Linked DNA regions of Mus musculus: all the other regions are linked to region 1. A link is a contact called in public ChIA-PET, HiChIP or PLAC-seq and Micro-C data. All regions are on one chromosome and are shown on one strand. Each heading gives the region's core, a stretch centred on a gene start, on an enhancer-like site or on the middle of the called end of the contact. The rest is flanking DNA. Distances are from core to core; before and after follow the strand shown. Region 1 overlaps Creb3l1 (cAMP responsive element binding protein 3-like 1). Region 2 holds the start of Pex16 (peroxisomal biogenesis factor 16). Region 3 overlaps Phf21a (PHD finger protein 21A). Region 4 holds the start of Atg13 (autophagy related 13).

What was found. Hi-C and Micro-C count contacts between places; a contact is called where the count stands out from the background. ChIA-PET counts read pairs in DNA pulled down with a chosen protein or histone mark. HiChIP or PLAC-seq counts read pairs in DNA pulled down with a chosen protein or histone mark.
Region 2: a contact with region 1 is called in a Micro-C map of embryonic stem cells, with 2.0 times the contacts expected there. The contact joins the promoter of Pex16 here to the enhancer-like site in region 1. A contact is called at or near these places in 20 of 39 promoter capture datasets (the 3T3-L1 cell line, 3T3-L1-derived adipocytes, the C10 cell line and 11 more), 1 of 15 datasets of contacts at CTCF or cohesin (the NIH/3T3 cell line), 12 of 484 Hi-C or Micro-C datasets (B cells, the G1E-ER4 cell line, the HPC-7 cell line and 4 more), 31 of 115 datasets of contacts at active chromatin or transcription factors (the 230-238 cell line, the SCID.adh cell line, Th17 cells and 17 more) and 3 of 9 other capture datasets (adipose tissue, embryonic stem cells and liver).
Region 3: an H3K4me3 HiChIP or PLAC-seq map of forebrain shows a contact between it and region 1, with 2.7 times the contacts expected there. The contact joins two enhancer-like sites. A contact is called at or near these places in 1 of 15 datasets of contacts at CTCF or cohesin (the NIH/3T3 cell line), 6 of 484 Hi-C or Micro-C datasets (B cells, the Ba/F3 cell line, the C10 cell line and 3 more), 5 of 115 datasets of contacts at active chromatin or transcription factors (the NIH/3T3 cell line, embryonic forebrain, embryonic stem cells and 2 more) and 2 of 9 other capture datasets (adipose tissue and embryonic stem cells).
Region 4: an RNA polymerase II ChIA-PET map of effector CD8 T cells shows a contact between it and region 1, with 19 read pairs. The contact joins the promoter of Atg13 here to the enhancer-like site in region 1. A contact is called at or near these places in 1 of 39 promoter capture datasets (pre-B cells), 2 of 484 Hi-C or Micro-C datasets (muscle stem cells and natural killer cells), 4 of 115 datasets of contacts at active chromatin or transcription factors (the SCID.adh cell line, effector CD8 T cells, embryonic stem cells and 1 more) and 2 of 9 other capture datasets (adipose tissue and pancreatic islet).

What each region holds. Positions count from the first base shown.
Region 1 is chr2:92,006,885-92,010,578 of GRCm38.p6, reverse strand. The region is part of intron 1 of Creb3l1 (cAMP responsive element binding protein 3-like 1); the gene reads left to right. Among named protein-coding and RNA genes, the nearest start is that of Creb3l1, 15 kb to the left of the region's middle. Within about 2 kb of position 2,113, at least 358 of the 459 cell types and tissues checked have an H3K27ac peak or open chromatin away from gene starts, as enhancers often do. A contact at or near this core is called in the 230-238 cell line, 3T3-L1-derived adipocytes, B cells and 24 more, where this site is marked.
Region 2 is chr2:92,373,522-92,377,215 of GRCm38.p6, reverse strand. Pex16 (peroxisomal biogenesis factor 16) reads right to left here and starts at 1,977. Exons shown (of 11, transcript NM_145122.2): 1 at 1,541-1,977; 2 at 1,310-1,345; 3 at 513-589. The coding sequence starts at 1,652.
Region 3 is chr2:92,300,301-92,303,994 of GRCm38.p6, reverse strand. The region is part of intron 6 of Phf21a (PHD finger protein 21A); the gene reads right to left. Among named protein-coding and RNA genes, the nearest start is that of Large2, 69 kb to the left of the region's middle. Within about 2 kb of position 1,929, at least 39 of the 459 cell types and tissues checked have an H3K27ac peak or open chromatin away from gene starts, as enhancers often do. A contact at or near this core is called in B cells, forebrain and stem cell-derived neural progenitor cells, where this site is marked.
Region 4 is chr2:91,708,914-91,712,607 of GRCm38.p6, reverse strand. Atg13 (autophagy related 13) reads left to right here and starts at 2,016. Exons shown (of 17, transcript NM_001355419.1): 1 at 2,016-2,361. Harbi1 (harbinger transposase derived 1) reads right to left here and starts at 1,756. Exons shown (of 3, transcript NM_178724.5): 1 at 1,357-1,756; 2 at 1-528. The coding sequence starts at 412.

The DNA.
Region 1 (3,694 bases), core at 864-3,363:
AAGAAGCCTGCAGTGGGTGCCAGCTTATTTTTCCAGCATATGCTGGCACAAACCCCGCTCCAGTCTCCGTGACAGCCAATCCTCAAATCCAGCTGTGACTGTCCCAGTGTCAAACAAGCTAGGACTCCCAAACCTTCTCTTGCTGGGGCTCACATGACTCTCGGGCTTAGCTTGCTCATCTTTTAGGCCTGGGAGGGTGTGAGATGGTGAGTGTGGTGGCCGTGACTGTCTTTCTCCTGTTGTGTTTTTCTTGTTTTGGTTTTTGAGCTAGGTCTCTCTGTGTAGTCCAGGCTGGCTCCAAACTCATAGAGATCCACCAACTTCTGCCTCCCAAGTGCTGGGATTAGAGGTATGCATCACCAGACCTGGCCTTTGGTGGGGTTATGGTACTGGTGATAGAAGCCAGGGCCTCATGCATACATAGCATGTGCTCTAACCTCTGAGCGACATTCTTTGAATTGGTGTCCATCTGACCCTATCTGATGAGTTTCTCATTGGGCTTGTGTTACTGTCTGGTAGTGTCCCTCTATGTAAACTGGGGTGCTATGGGTGGAGTACTAATATACATATGATAGACCCTGTGCAAGACAAATCTCAATGTATCAGTTGTGGGGGTAGGGGTGGTTTGTATCTCTCATTGTGTCATGTCAGAGAAATGGAGATTCCCTGGGTGGAAGGTCCCTCCCATCCCAGCTCTGAGATGCAGTGTACACATGTGCACTCACAGAAGCAGCCCTGTGTATTTGGATTTAGGTTTCATGGTTAATCGTTGAATAAGGGAAAAACAGGTCAACCCAGCACCAGCCCTTCCTTGGCCTGTAGGAAGAGGGCCTGATAGGAGGTTAGAGCAGCAGACTCCCTGTAACTCCCACACCTGCCAGGAGGGCTCTAGGAAGACTTTATCCCTTCTAGGTCCAGAAAGGCTAAACAAAGAAGGAGCTGACTTCTGACCCTGACCGCTCAATTCAGGGGGAACACAAACAGTAACCCAGGAGAAACCTGGGCACACCACCTGACCATGCCTGGACCTCAGAGCAGAGCCAAGTAGGGCTCTCCATCTGGGGCCTCCTGAGTTCTGGTTCAGTATCTATGCCCTTTCGTCAGGCAGCCAAGAGCCTGTCTCTAGAAGACAAGTTCTTAGTCTCTTAGGGCCCCCAAATACCTGGATGGTGATGTTTAAGGACAAGGAGATCTACTGACAACTGGGGACCCAGAAGCCCATATCTCTGGGCAGTCTTAAGTTTCCCTCACCCAACTCCCACCCACACTGGACACAGCAGTGACTCACAGCAGTGGCCTTTGGGCTTGAAATGGAGGCAATTATCTAGTGATCACTAGGCAAGTAACCGTCCGGGAATGTGTGGGTCAGTGTGTTAGGGGACAAGAGGCGTCTGCTGCCCTCCCTGGGAAAAGAACGAGGGAAATGTGAGAGGATTCCCCTCCCATCTCTTCCCAGAGCTTATTTTCTCAGAAGGAAAGTTCGCAGGGGATTTCCCCCACCCCTGATCCCACATCTCAGTCTGGACCAACTTAGGTCTCTCCCACGCAGCACGGGCTGAATCTCTCTGGATCAGGGTTTGGTGCAGAAACCAGAGCACCAGTGCAGGCATCAGAGAACCAGGTCCAGGTCTAGGGGAAAGAGATGCACAGTGGCTGCTTGTACGTATACCACAGCTGACCGCTGCGTCCAGATATTTTCACTGTCTGCAGTGACCCCTTTGCAAGGGTTAAGGAAAGAAAGAGCTCAGTCTGTACAACCCTGGGAACGTCTCCTCTCACACGAGGGGCTGGCTGGGGCTCCATTCGTGCCACCCCATGGTAAGATTACTGGAAGGAGCGGAGGGGCAGAGCTGGAAGTGAGTTGCTCTCTCTCCGTTCGCCTATCATCGCGAGTGGCCACACGACTGATTAGGGTCGTGGAATTGCCATCTCAGCTCTGCCCCAGACACAAACTAAGAACTGATTATATCCCCCCTCCCCCGTGTAGCAAGCTTCCAGGTCTAGGATCCTACTCTGCGCAACCGCGTTCCTGGTCAGGCGGGCGGTGGCTCGCAGCCTCCTATCATTGGCCAGGAGCTTCTCTGCTCTCACCAATGGCAAGCGGGATTCCTGGGAGGGGCGGGGCCCAAGAGGCCGATTAAGCCACGTAACTGCAGCACTGAGCGAGCAGGGCTCCCTCCACCCCTAAAATTTAAAGGGCGGGCGGCTGAGCTGTAGCGCCAAGGAGAGAAGCAGCAGCCGGGGAGGCAGGGTGCCGGCCTGAGAGCCGGAGGTCTGGGGACCTCTCCTTCCAGGGAGTGGAACCGGCGCCTGTTGCCCGTGGCGGCCGAGAAAGAGCTGATATTGGCACAAGTGTAGGAAAAAGTCTTTAAGGAGGAGGGAAATATCTCCAGTGCCTCCTTCTCTGGCTTCCCACCCCCGTTGCCTGTACGGAATGGCACCCCCCCCAAGACTGCCCACCCTAACAGAACACCCCGCCCCCTCAAACGCTGGCGTGAGCCTTCTGTGAACTCCTGGCCACCGGCCTTCCTCCCCCCTCCCCCGCCCCCCAGCGCCACCCCCTATTTCCATCAGACAGCCTAAATATGATTCTTGTGTGTCTGTGTGAGCTGGAGGAAGGCTCTATAGCGGGCGAGAGCGACCAGGGCCAGAGATGGGGAGGTTTGAAATCTCTAGAGTGAGCTTTACGGGGATGGAGGGAGGTGGGTATAGAACATAAGGGAAACCTCCTTACCCTCAGTTCAATCCCAGAGCTGCGGAGAACCCCATCCGAAATACTAGTGACACGCCTTGTGACTGTGGGTAAATGGCTTGCTCTTTCTGGATTTTAGCTTTCTTGTTAGCAAATGAGTTGAGGGGCATAGACCACTGACTTTCTCGGGTTCCTGCTGTCTCACAGCATAACTGAGATGCCGGCTCAATGCCAGACATCAGATGGAAGTAGGCTACATTATTCAGTGAGCAGCTACTGGTGGCAATGCTCCCATGAGAGGCTGATGCGTCTAGGTGCTATGTGACAGGACCACCATCCACCCAGCACTCCAGGAACCTGGGACAGGGAGGAATGAGCGCGGGAGCTCCTCTACCCCACCCTGCCTGCCCCTTGGCCGCCCTCTTCTTCCACTTGGCTCCCACCGCTCCCAGCCTGCTGAGCGTTGGCTGTTGTTTCTAGCAGGTGGGGTGGGGGGTGTCTCACAACACCCGGCCATTTGAGGCCCCCTAGCAAGTTCATTCGGGCACCCCCAAAGAGGGTCCTCGCTTATTTTCCTAAAACTGGAAAACCTTCAGGGACCCCTAACCCAGGCTGGAGGGGGCTGGCTCTTCTCTCCCAGGCCCCCGGGAAGGGGGTTGGCAAACTCTTATCGCCTGCGGAGCAGCTGCTGGAGAAATACCGTGGCCGCTGACTCATGGCTCTTCCAGCTCTGTGCAACCCCCTCCCCTGGGCCCCACCGCAGCCTTGGAGAGCGCCCCACCACCACCATCACCGCATCCCAATCCCCGAGTTCGGCTGGAAGGAAGCGCCCCCAGGTGGGATGGCCTGGTTCTGCTGCGGATGTGAACCTCTCAATCATGGCCTGGGATGATGGTCGTTAGAATGGATCATACATCCCTAAAGCGTTTCTGTCTAGGTTCTCAGTTGTTCTAGAGACTTGTTCAGACCCTGAGCTCTTTGTACGGCACTGCCCAGACTCTA
Region 2 (3,694 bases), core at 728-3,227, 370 kb before region 1:
CCTGAGTTCAATTCCCAGCAACCATATGGTAGCTCACAACCAGCTGTAATGGAATCGGATGCCCCCTTCTGGTGTGTGTCTGAAGACAGCTAAAGTGTACTCATATATGCAAAATAAATAAACCTTAAAAAAAAAAAAAGACATCTGTAGGATTTAGTTTGTTTTTTGGAGACAGGGTTTCTGTGCGTAGCCCTGACTGCCCTGGAACTCACTCTGTAGAACAGGGTGGCCTTGAACTCGAAAATCCGCCTGCCTCTGCCTCCCAAGTGCTGGGATTAAAGGCGTGCACCACCATTGCCCAGCCTTGTTTTTTGTTTGTTTGTTTGTTTTATTTTGTTTTTTAAAAGAAAAGAAAAGAAACTTCATGCATGAGACTACCAACAATTGATCTGCGGCTCATGTGGGCATGCCTCACTCTCTGAGACAACGACATGTACCACACGTGCTGGTCATTACTGTTTTCCTCCCAAGTCCCTGAGCTTCCCACCCCCAGCTCCTGGCAAAGTTCTCACCACAGGCAACTTTTTTCGAAGCTCCTTCCTCAGGATCCCGTCATTGAGCAGCACCAGCAGGTTCGAGGCAGAGTACACTGAGAAGCAGATTGTGGTCTTGAGAGGCCGGCCCTGCTGTGGCCTTCACCCCTCTCACCCTTACCCCAGAGCCCTACCGATCACAGCTACCCACAGACTGTGTGGAAACCAACAAGCCTCTCCGCCCACTACCTCAGAGCCCCATTCTCTCCATGATGACATCTGAGCCAGTAAGAAATGAGCTGATTGGAGTGACAAGCCAGCCCTTGCTCTGCTGGACAGCACTGGTTACTGAGCTGCTCAAAACTGCCTGTCATGTTCCAAACAGCCAAATGTGTGGTCCCACCAACTCATCTTTGCTCTCTTCAGATGGTCCCCCCTGAAGGACTACATCACACCTACCTTTCAAAATCCCCCTCATCCTTTCATGATCTTCACTACCCCCACTAAGCAAACAGAGCCCTTACAGCAGGGAGGTGGGGGCACTTGAACACTGGTCCTGACATCAAGGACTTTTCTGAACTTGTATTCCTTCAGCTAGACAGAACAACAGTGCCCTTCTCATACTCATAGGTCTGATGAACTAGCAAGGTCAGGAAAGTTGCTTAATCCTAAGCAAAACCAGGAGTGAGAAGCCAGTCAGAGCCCTCACAGGTCGCCCAACTCTGGGGACACCAACTGTCTTGGGCGATGGACAGCTGATCTAGAGGGAAGCTCAGGACCTTCAATCAAGGTTCCGCTGGAAGCCTTCTCCCTCCCCAGCCCAGAGTCCAACTTACCCAGTTCAGACAGCTCGTGTGAATCGGAGAAGCGACCTAGGGAAGAAGGTATAGAAGGCGTTGGTGAGCGTCTGTTTTACCCTGCGGCTTTGGGTTCTCTAGTTTCCTCTACGCCACAGGAACCCAGACAGAACTGAAGCACCGCGACCACTACCCTGGGTCAGCAGGCAAAGAGCCATAGGGTTCCTGGGTCAGAGTCCCCAAGAAATGGGTCAAAGGTCAGTGTGGCACCTGCCAGCAGGTAACTGAGGCCCCGCACAGCCGTCTCCAACTGGGCCGTGGCGGCTGGATGACGAGTCACATACTCCTGGTAGCGGAGGCTCAGGAGCCGTAGCTTCTCCATCCTGCTCTGGCCACTGACAGTCCCACCGGCCGACAGCAAGGCTGGCAGCGGCGCCCTGCGTCCTGAGCCCTCCTTCCTGCTTCCGGCCCTAAGCCCGCCTCCCGGTTGCTCAACTTCCGCAGCCCAGGAGGACTTAGACCCGCGGAGCCCCTGAACGCCCCTTCACCCCATCTCTAGCGCCTCCTCCCCGAGACCGGGAGCTCCCACCCTCCCTCCTTCCAGCCATTGGCTCCTTCTCTCTCCGCCCTGAAGCTCTCTAGAGCTTCTGGCACCCGATCTGCAGCCTCCTTGGTTGGCTGTCTTGGCGCCTGCGTAGTTACAACTTGCGGGCAGGCTGAACAGTTCATACTAGAGAAGGTACTAAGGAGCCTCAGACTTTCTCAGAAGATCGCCGAGAGCTCGAACGGGAGGGTCGGGAAGCAAAGAGTTTGGGATTTAAGGCACAGGGAACCTTGAAATTGTCGTAAATAGGTCTCAGCAGCCGCCAGTCTCGAGTTTTTCACAAAAGCCAGTGCCGGGTTTTTGCTGGGGCAAGCCTAACCAGCAGATTTAGAACAGTGGCTTCGGCTCCAGTTTCTTCAGAACACATGGACCCCCAAAACCCGTACCCGATGACTCCCTCCTTGGAGAATACCCTGGCCTATCCCTCTGCTCTCCGTTTAGGGACGACCCTGCGCATTAGCTTCCCCGATCTGCACCTCGGGTTTCCTCATCTACAAAATTATTTGGGCCCGACTTGGACCTTGAACTCGGAATGAATCCCAGCGTTTTCCGGCCCTTGGATGCACTTCCAGGTTCTAAGCTGGCCTCCAAGAGTTGGTGGAAACTCCTATGGCTCCATTCATGAACTGAGCTGCAATGCTGTCAAGGTGCTGCAGAAGTGGAGGGAGGGAACCGTTCCTGGGAGGCAGTTGATTGGCTGTGGGAAGAGGGGGCTTGGCAAATCTGCGCCATTGCGGACTCCGCCCGCGAATTTATGGTATATAAAGAATTGTAATACATTTAATACCCTACCAGATATTATCTTTAGACAAGGACAGAATATGCCGTTACGCCCATCCACTATATTACGTGCATGTACGAAAATGTCATAATGAAGCTCATTATTTTAGTTTGCATGTTTTGAGACAGGATCTCACTGTGAACCCCTGGCTGGCCTCAAATGCATAGAGATCTGCCTACGTCTGCCTCCCAAGTGCCGGGATTAAAGGCATGTGCCAGCACAAGAGACAAAGCACATTGTTTTGTACAATTAATAAAACACTAATAAAAATTCTCATTAGAGAGCTGGAAAGATGGATTCAGGAGTTAAGAAATGCTCGTTTAACCGGGCAGTGGTGGCACACACCTTAATCCCAGCACTTCGGAGGCGGAGGCGGAAGCAGAGGCAGGCAGATTTCTGAGTTCGAGGCCAGCCTGGTCTACAAAGTGAGTTCCAGGACAACCAGAGGTACACAGAGAAACCCTGTCTCGAAAAACCAATAGCCTGAGCCAGAACCAGGCGGTTTAAGCAGCACACTCACCAGGAATTTAAGGCACAGGGAATGAAGTGTCCCAACATGCCACCACTTCCTTCCCTTTCTTTGATCCATGTGGAGCCAGGCTCCCATTGTTGCCAACCACTCGTGCCAGCAAAGATTCAAGGAAAGGTGCGGTGAGCCTCAGAAGAGTCTGGTATGGGAACTGTGGAAGTCGTTTTTCACCCTGTCCTGAGGCCTCACGTGCTCCTCACCCTACTGGCAATTGTGATGGCTCGATCTTCGTTGATGGCTTGGTGGGTTTGGAATCGCTGTAGCAACAAAGCTCCGAGTTTATGGCAACACATCCATGGTTGTATTCCCAGAAACACTGAATCTAGGGGCCTCGGTCTGGATGTTTGTATCCTTATCGCTTGGATTAGAGTCCTGAGCTGAAGGAAAGAGAAAGCAAGCCGAGCACCTGCGCTGTCTTCCTGTTGTTTCCGGACTGTGGCTACAATGTGGCCAGCTGCCTCTGGCTTAGGAAACTACGGCTTCCCCGCTAGGATGCATTGTACCCTGTAA
Region 3 (3,694 bases), core at 680-3,179, 290 kb before region 1:
TTCCCTTATTTGGCAATGATAGAGCACAGGTTTGTGAAGATTGATGCCTTCCAGAGATTTCTACACGTCAGAGTGAGACGTCCATCCCATTATTCTTCTCAAGCCTCTCAGGTCTCAGTGTTGTGTGCGCTTTGCCTTTCTCCCCAGGAATGATCAATGCAGTGTGAACAGGAAAGCCTGTCCTACACAGAGTGCTCAGAAGAAAGCCTGCCCTACAGTGTGCTCTGAGGAAAACCTGCCCCACCATGTGCTCAGGGAGTCACTGGCCTCCACAAAGCTGCTGGCAATGTGACATTTGCTGAACAACTAACATCTCTGGTCTGATTAAACAGGCATGGATAAATGGCAACAATGATCTAAGAGAAAGTCTAATTTTTAAACTGGATACAAAGTTGAGCTCCTTAACCCTCTCACAGTTGCCTCAAACTTGCAAACAAAACAGAACTAAAAGCACCAGTAAATAAGTGAACTGTAAATATGGCAGCAATGGTTTTGGTATGAAGAATTCACCTCTACAGTACACAGCAAGGAATACAGAGTTGTTTAGAAAGTGTGTTCTCTAATCTATAGTGATGAGAGCAACTGAATCATACTCTTCCTCACACCCACAGAGATTCACAGGTCTCTCACTAACATGGGGTAATAGTCCTAATACTTCCTGAGTTACTGCTGAAAATGACTACTGGCTATCAGCTGAGATGTGGGACTACAGATGCTATTTGAGGCTTTATAATGTCCTTTTCAAAAACAGAAGAGATTGGAATTGACCCCAAGCTTCCCATGCTCCACCATGAGAATGACAACTCAAATTCATCCTTGTGAGCATTTCTCTTGGAGTACACACTTAGTCCTCAGTTCTCCATCGCTGACTTCACATTACAGATTTGTGCTGCTTCCTATCATCCAAACTATGTCAAGATGAAAATTTAAGGCCTGCGGTGGTGGCACTGGTGCCAGCACTCAGGAGGCAGAGGTAGGTGGATCTCTGGTCTACAGAGTGAGTTCTGGGAAAGCCAGGACTACATAGCAAAACCCTGTCTTGAAAAACAGCAAAGTTTTAAAAAAAGAAAATGAGAATTCAACACTTTAAATTGAATAATGCCACATCAATAACTCAACAAATACCAACAATAAACATATATTTTGCATTGGAGTTACTTATCACAGTTGCTTTAGAAGCATATCAGGCATTTAAGGAGAAAAATTAGAGCTACACTTGGTTCTGGTAGAGAAGCTAAAGGGAATGAGGTCGAAAAGCATTAAGAGCGCAGTCAAGGACCCTGCCTAGTAGAACGAGGCCATAAGACATTCTATAAGGCTCCAGGCAATGTGGGACACACCTATAACCACAGGAAGAAGCACGGAGCTGTAGGCCAGCCTCGGTTATGGAACAAAATCTTGTCTCAGGTGGATATAAAAATGTTTTCTCACTAGGTCCAATGACAAGACACTGTATTGGCATATTAATAAATTTCTATGCTAATAAATTATTGGTGTATACTTAACCCACAAGGCTGTAGGCTCTAATGAGACAAAACCACATTGATATAACCACAGAAATAGATAATGGGACAATAATGGAAACTGAAAACTGTAGCAACTGCTCGTGCTTCTGTGACATGCACCGCTGACTGTGGTGTCAACAGACCAGACAGTAACCCAGGGAGGACAAAACACTGCTAATTTTGCACTTCTTTAGCAGAGTAGGAAAGGAATTAACTACATTCTTTCCTCTTTCTGGTGCTTATATTTTTAAAATTCTATTAGTATCTCACAGATTTCTCAAGAGGAAAGCTGCGTGTATCAGAATTAACAGGAAGGATAGGCCATGGGAAAATAAAACCAACAAGCAACCTTGCTGTTCTGCACTTCACAGGGCTGTCACTCGTACTAGAAGAACGTCACTTTGAAGCCCTGTTTGCATTCCATTTTTAACTAGAGGGAAGAGGATGGAGGTCTTTGGTTTCTATGACAACCCAGATGGGCCATAATACAAGATACTTACAAATGTTCAATTGCAGGAATGCCAAATCAAATTAAGGCAGAGTTAGCACTACTTCATAAAAACTAGATGGAGAGAAAACAAAATACTTATGGCAAATGATGCCATTTCTAGAAGTGGTTCTGAAGGATCTCACAAGAAAATATAAAGAGTAACTATTTTTAGTACAAACAAATAAGACAGCAAAACTAATATATAAAAATAAAACTCCAGTTTACATGAGTAAATGCTTTCATTAACATCTGACTACTGACGACTGGAAAATTACTACCTCACTTAATGCTTTCCTGTTTGTTGGTTGTTGTTGTTGTTGTTGTTGTTTTAATCCCTCCCAAATAACAGGAATTTCATTAGTGATTTGAGTCACTGCAACCTGGCTGGTTAAACACTGAGTAAACCTCCTCTGAGTGATTTGTCCTTTGCTCCATACTCACGATTGGATTTGGCCTTCACAGCTCAAAATAATTACAAGATGCCAGTGCTGCAAAAAGAAATTAATTTGTAGCCTACATTTACATTTTGTGAAATTTACTTATTACTATTCCCTATCAGTAATTTATCACTTTGTATTTATTAATTGTGATTTGAGAGTTACCCCCAGTGAACACTTTTGGCTTTTTAAAAGTATCATTTTGAAAAACAAACAAACAAAAAACATGTAACCTCATCAAAACATTTGAGGTGGGAAATGTTTTGTAGTCAAAGTTAATAAGAATGTATTTACAGGACAGAGTTTACCACTGGGGCAAGGTGGGCAGGTTGCATAACCTTACAGAATCACCAGGGAATTTATCAAGTGTACAACCTGCAAACAGATTCAGCACAGGGGGTATACACATGTACATACACACATGTACATACACATACATACACAAACCCCAGAGCTCCTGGTTTGTATACTTACTCAAGTCTCTTTGCAAAAGCCAAATTTGCAATTTGAAATTGAAAATATAGTCCTCAAAACAAAGTACCCTGTGTTTTAAATATTAAGTAGATCGATAGTATTATTGTTTTAATACTTAATATACAGGCTAAGTAATTACACGCAGGATAGTATTATTGTTTTAAACTTAATATACAGGCTAAGTAATTACACGCAGACGTGTCTGCTGCTGAAACATTTAACTAAGGCTATGACTCTGACTTCAAAGGCATCTGAACTTGTTTTGCTCAGTTTGTTTCTATGACTTCTTTCCAAATGGCATGAGTCTGTTTAGAAATATTGTGAGATTATAAAGCAGGACTAGAATAATTTCCTCAACATAACATTTTGTAAAGCAAGGGTATTTGTTATTTTTAAAGAAAAACCTGTATCTGAAGGGTTTTGTTTAATCAGAGAACTAAGAAAGTTCTATGTAATACTCACAGGAAATAGCTTGGACTATGGGGGACAATATATTTTTTTTTTTTTTGAGCCAAACAGGATTCCCTTCTTTCACATCACCTTTTGTGAATGCAGTTGCCACCAGGCCTCACTTTAGTCTAAGTTTCAATAAAACTTCAATAAAAGTAGGATGACAGCCCACACTCCCATAGCTTCTAAAAGAAAACCTCTTATAAAATTAAGAAGTTGAGATATTCAATATCCATAGAATAGTGGCAATAAAAAAAAAATAAACGGACAGTTTAAAAATACCAGACTTTGTCTTGTCAGACACTGTCTGCTGGCTGGCCTGTGACCCATTACAATAC
Region 4 (3,694 bases), core at 767-3,266, 300 kb after region 1:
ATCCATAGAATTCGTCCTTTAGAGACTGTACGGCAGCTTCATCAACTGGAAAGTGAATAAACTGTGAGGCCCGTTCCACAAGGGCTTCAGTGACATTTGCAACGCAGCGACTCATAGAGGCCTGGCTAATTCCAATTGCATCTCCCATCCGAGTCTGGAAGGACCCTGAGGTATAAAACCCTAATGCTGCCAGGATCTGTGTCTCAGGGCTAATAGCCCTAGATCTCTGAGTAGGCCGAGAAAGGCTTGCCCCCAAGAGTTCCACTAAGAAGTATATGAATTGTCGGGGGAATCCATACATGGACATCAAGTATTCGTCAGTCACATCATCCAGCTTAAAACGGTCCAAGGTCCGGTGACCTCGGCCATACAGCAAGAGATCACAGTCAAGCACTGTTATTGGAATAGCCATTGCTAATGTGGAGGTCCTCTTCTATCTGCTTTTCCCGAATTTTTCCCAGCGCAGTAAGTATCAGAATTCAACAGCTAACCATCAGTTAAATGGCTCTGACATTTATAATCTTCTTTCTGTAAATGTTAATTAAAAGAAAAAAATAATTAGAAACGTGATCCAAACCATACCAAATGACTCAAAACCTACACCTTTTTCAGCCATTCACTTGTTAACTCTAGATTTATCTCCACTGACTCACTATTGTATGACAAACTTGATCTAATTTGCAGACAATAAGAGTTCAATCCCAGTGGCTCATCTACTGCCTGGCATTTCAACTGAGAACAACACATGAGAACAAACAATTTACAAGGTAAAAGAGGTCTGTGGCAACCAGGAGACAGCTGACAAGTTGAAAACACCTTAAGGGTTACTCAGAGGTTTGTTTTGCAAAGCCCTATGGCTCCACAGATGAGGGAGTGCTCAAACCAGTCCAACTAGAGATGTAGAACAAAGGGGGGGTGGGGGGGGGGGAGAAAGGAAGAAAGACAGTCTGTGGCCCTGCCTGGGGACCTACACTGTCTGCTGTAACAGGCTTTCCCTTCATCTCAAGAGACCCAAATCCCGAAGCTTTAGGCTAGAAAGGAAGGAAGAGTATAAAAGGAAGGAAAGGAGGAAAAAGCTAAGTGAACCAGGTAGGTCTGGAACACCGAGGCCACTTTTCAACCCGCTTTCAAAACAGTATTAAGGGACAAAGATGGCTCCGAGGGCACAGGGTTTGCCTGTGAAGCCTGGTGAAATAAATTAGTTGGCTATCTGAGATCCATATGGTGGAAAGAAAGAATCGTCCAACACCCTTGCCACATCACGCCCGCCTCCAAAACATAAATGTATTTAAAAAGTTTATTCCTTTAAAAGCCGTGTAAGTAAAGATGCCCCAGCCAGGAATGGGCTCACTGTACTTGGGAAGTGTAGACCAGAAGATCATGTGCGAGGCAAGCGTGGACTACGAGCACCAGTCAAAACAAAGTAAAACAAAACAAAAAGCTCCTAAGGCTGGTCCAGCCTGTAATGTTAGCATTCTGGAAACTGGGTAGCATCGCCGCGTGCTCCATGCCTGCTGGAGCTACATTACGTTCAAAGCTAACCTGAGTTACACAGCGAGACCTTGTCTCAAAAATAGTAAGATAACCAAAGTCTGGCTGCTCGACCCAGAATAACCGAACGCTGATCGCCACCTTTCCGTAGCTACCGGATTAACCGGAGCACTCTCCACCCTCGGGGCCGAAGAAGGCCCGCCTCCGGAACCCACGGCCGCACACAAGCCGCCACGGTGCGCAACAGCCGCACCTCCCCTTCCGCGTCAGCGCCCGCCCCACGCCGCGTCATCAGCACCTCGGCCACCGCGGCCTGCGCTTCGCTTCCGTACATTCTACACGAAGCCCAGTCTCCAACTCCCTAAATTCCTTCCCAAACCCTTTTTTTTCTCCTAAAAGGCTTTAAAATTAATCATATGATTTATTTCTGGAAATAAGCCGCCTTTCTTGAAGACTCTGATGTACAGAAATATTAAATAGGTCGTTTGTGGTGTAGCGAAAGTGCAGCTGAATTTAGGCAGCTGCATTTCCTCCGTAGCGCTCTACCTCCCCACCGCCTGCACTGAAGCGGATGAAAACAAACACTAAGGATGGCGGCGCCGGGCAGCGACTGGTTGCTGGCTTAGGGCGGGAGAGATCGTTTGACGTGTGAAGGGGAAGCTCTGAGAAAAACCAGTCCACACCAGTCCGACAGCTTTTTCAGTTCTGGGATCCCGGAGCCTCGTTAGCGTGAGATATCTCTCTGCGACCTGTGCTGTCACTACCGCCCGGGAGCGCGGAACCCTCTGCTGGGAGGTGCAGTTGGCCGGCCCCAGGCCCCGGCCTCCGGAATGAGAGCCCGGAGCCACTCTCTGTGCCGTAGCTTCGCAGGTACTCACTTTTGAGGGTAATAACCCCCGGATCTTTCAGCGCCCCCGAGTGGGAGGTCACTGATCTGTGTTCCCTTGGCCACCACCTTGGGGACGCCCAAGCCAAGCAACCGAGGTTCAGTTCCATAATCCCCTGATTATGTTTTCTACGAGAAGTTGGGTTGGTGTAGACCCTGTTGGCTCTTGAGGCGTCCCAACCGTTACAGACATCCCCCGAAATTTTCTTGCTACTTTATTGTCTCTTTGAGTTATGTCAAAAAGATCTATTGGAGAACATTTGTAGGGCCGTAACTCCGGTGTTGGGTATCAAGGTAGGTTAGGTAAGTTTTCAGTCAATCAAAAAAAATTTTTAATGCCAAGTATGAAGTCCTCCTGTAAGTGAGGGTGACTTGACTAGTGAAAAAGGGGACTATGTTCTTACTGGCAGTGGAATAACCTGCGAAAACCTATTCTCATTAAATCTCTGAATTAAGTGGCTAAGCACCTTCTTGGGTTGTAAATCTCTCATTCACTTTTTTCCTAGTTAATCTGCTCAATCTATCCTCAAGGTAACATTCCTTTGTTGGCTCCCCCCTCCCCACTTCGGTGGTAGCCCGTAGCCCAGGTTGGCCTTAAACTCCTGTGCTTCAGTTATCTTCTTCACTCAGCCTCCTGAGGAGCTGAGAATACCGACGCAGGCTGTCACAGGCCTAGGTTGGGATAGTTGGAAACAGGGTTCACCTATGCAGCCAGGGTTTGTTTGCCTTGAGTTACTGATCCTCCTTTCCCGGCATCGTAAGTGTTGAGATTATCTAGCATATACCATCATGTCTAGTTTTGAAATTCTCCTAATGAAATATGTATAAATTTATTTATATGTATATGTTTATATGTATACAATAATTATATATCTATACACAAACACATACGTGTTCTTACTTGAGGTTTAACCTATCACTCTGCTCAGTCTACTACAGAGCTATATTCACAACCAATTAATCTCTGCTTTTTGAGACAAGATCTTTTTGTGTATTACACTTGTTGGCCTGGAACTCACTATGTAGACTAGGCTAGTATTGAACTTGTTAGCAGTCCTATTGCCTCTGACTCCCCAGGTCTGGGCTATAGGCATGTAATACAACCAAACAACACTATCTATCTATCTGCTCTTGTAGGTTTTTGAGACAGGATATTTATATAGCCTAGGCTGGTTTTCACTTTATATAGTTTTGGGTGACCTTGAACTCCTGAATCTCTTCCTCCTGAATACTAGAAGTGTGAACTACCATACCAAACACTATAGACTGAATTTAAATCTTTTAAAGGCTTATAACTCATTAAAATTATTTTCACAT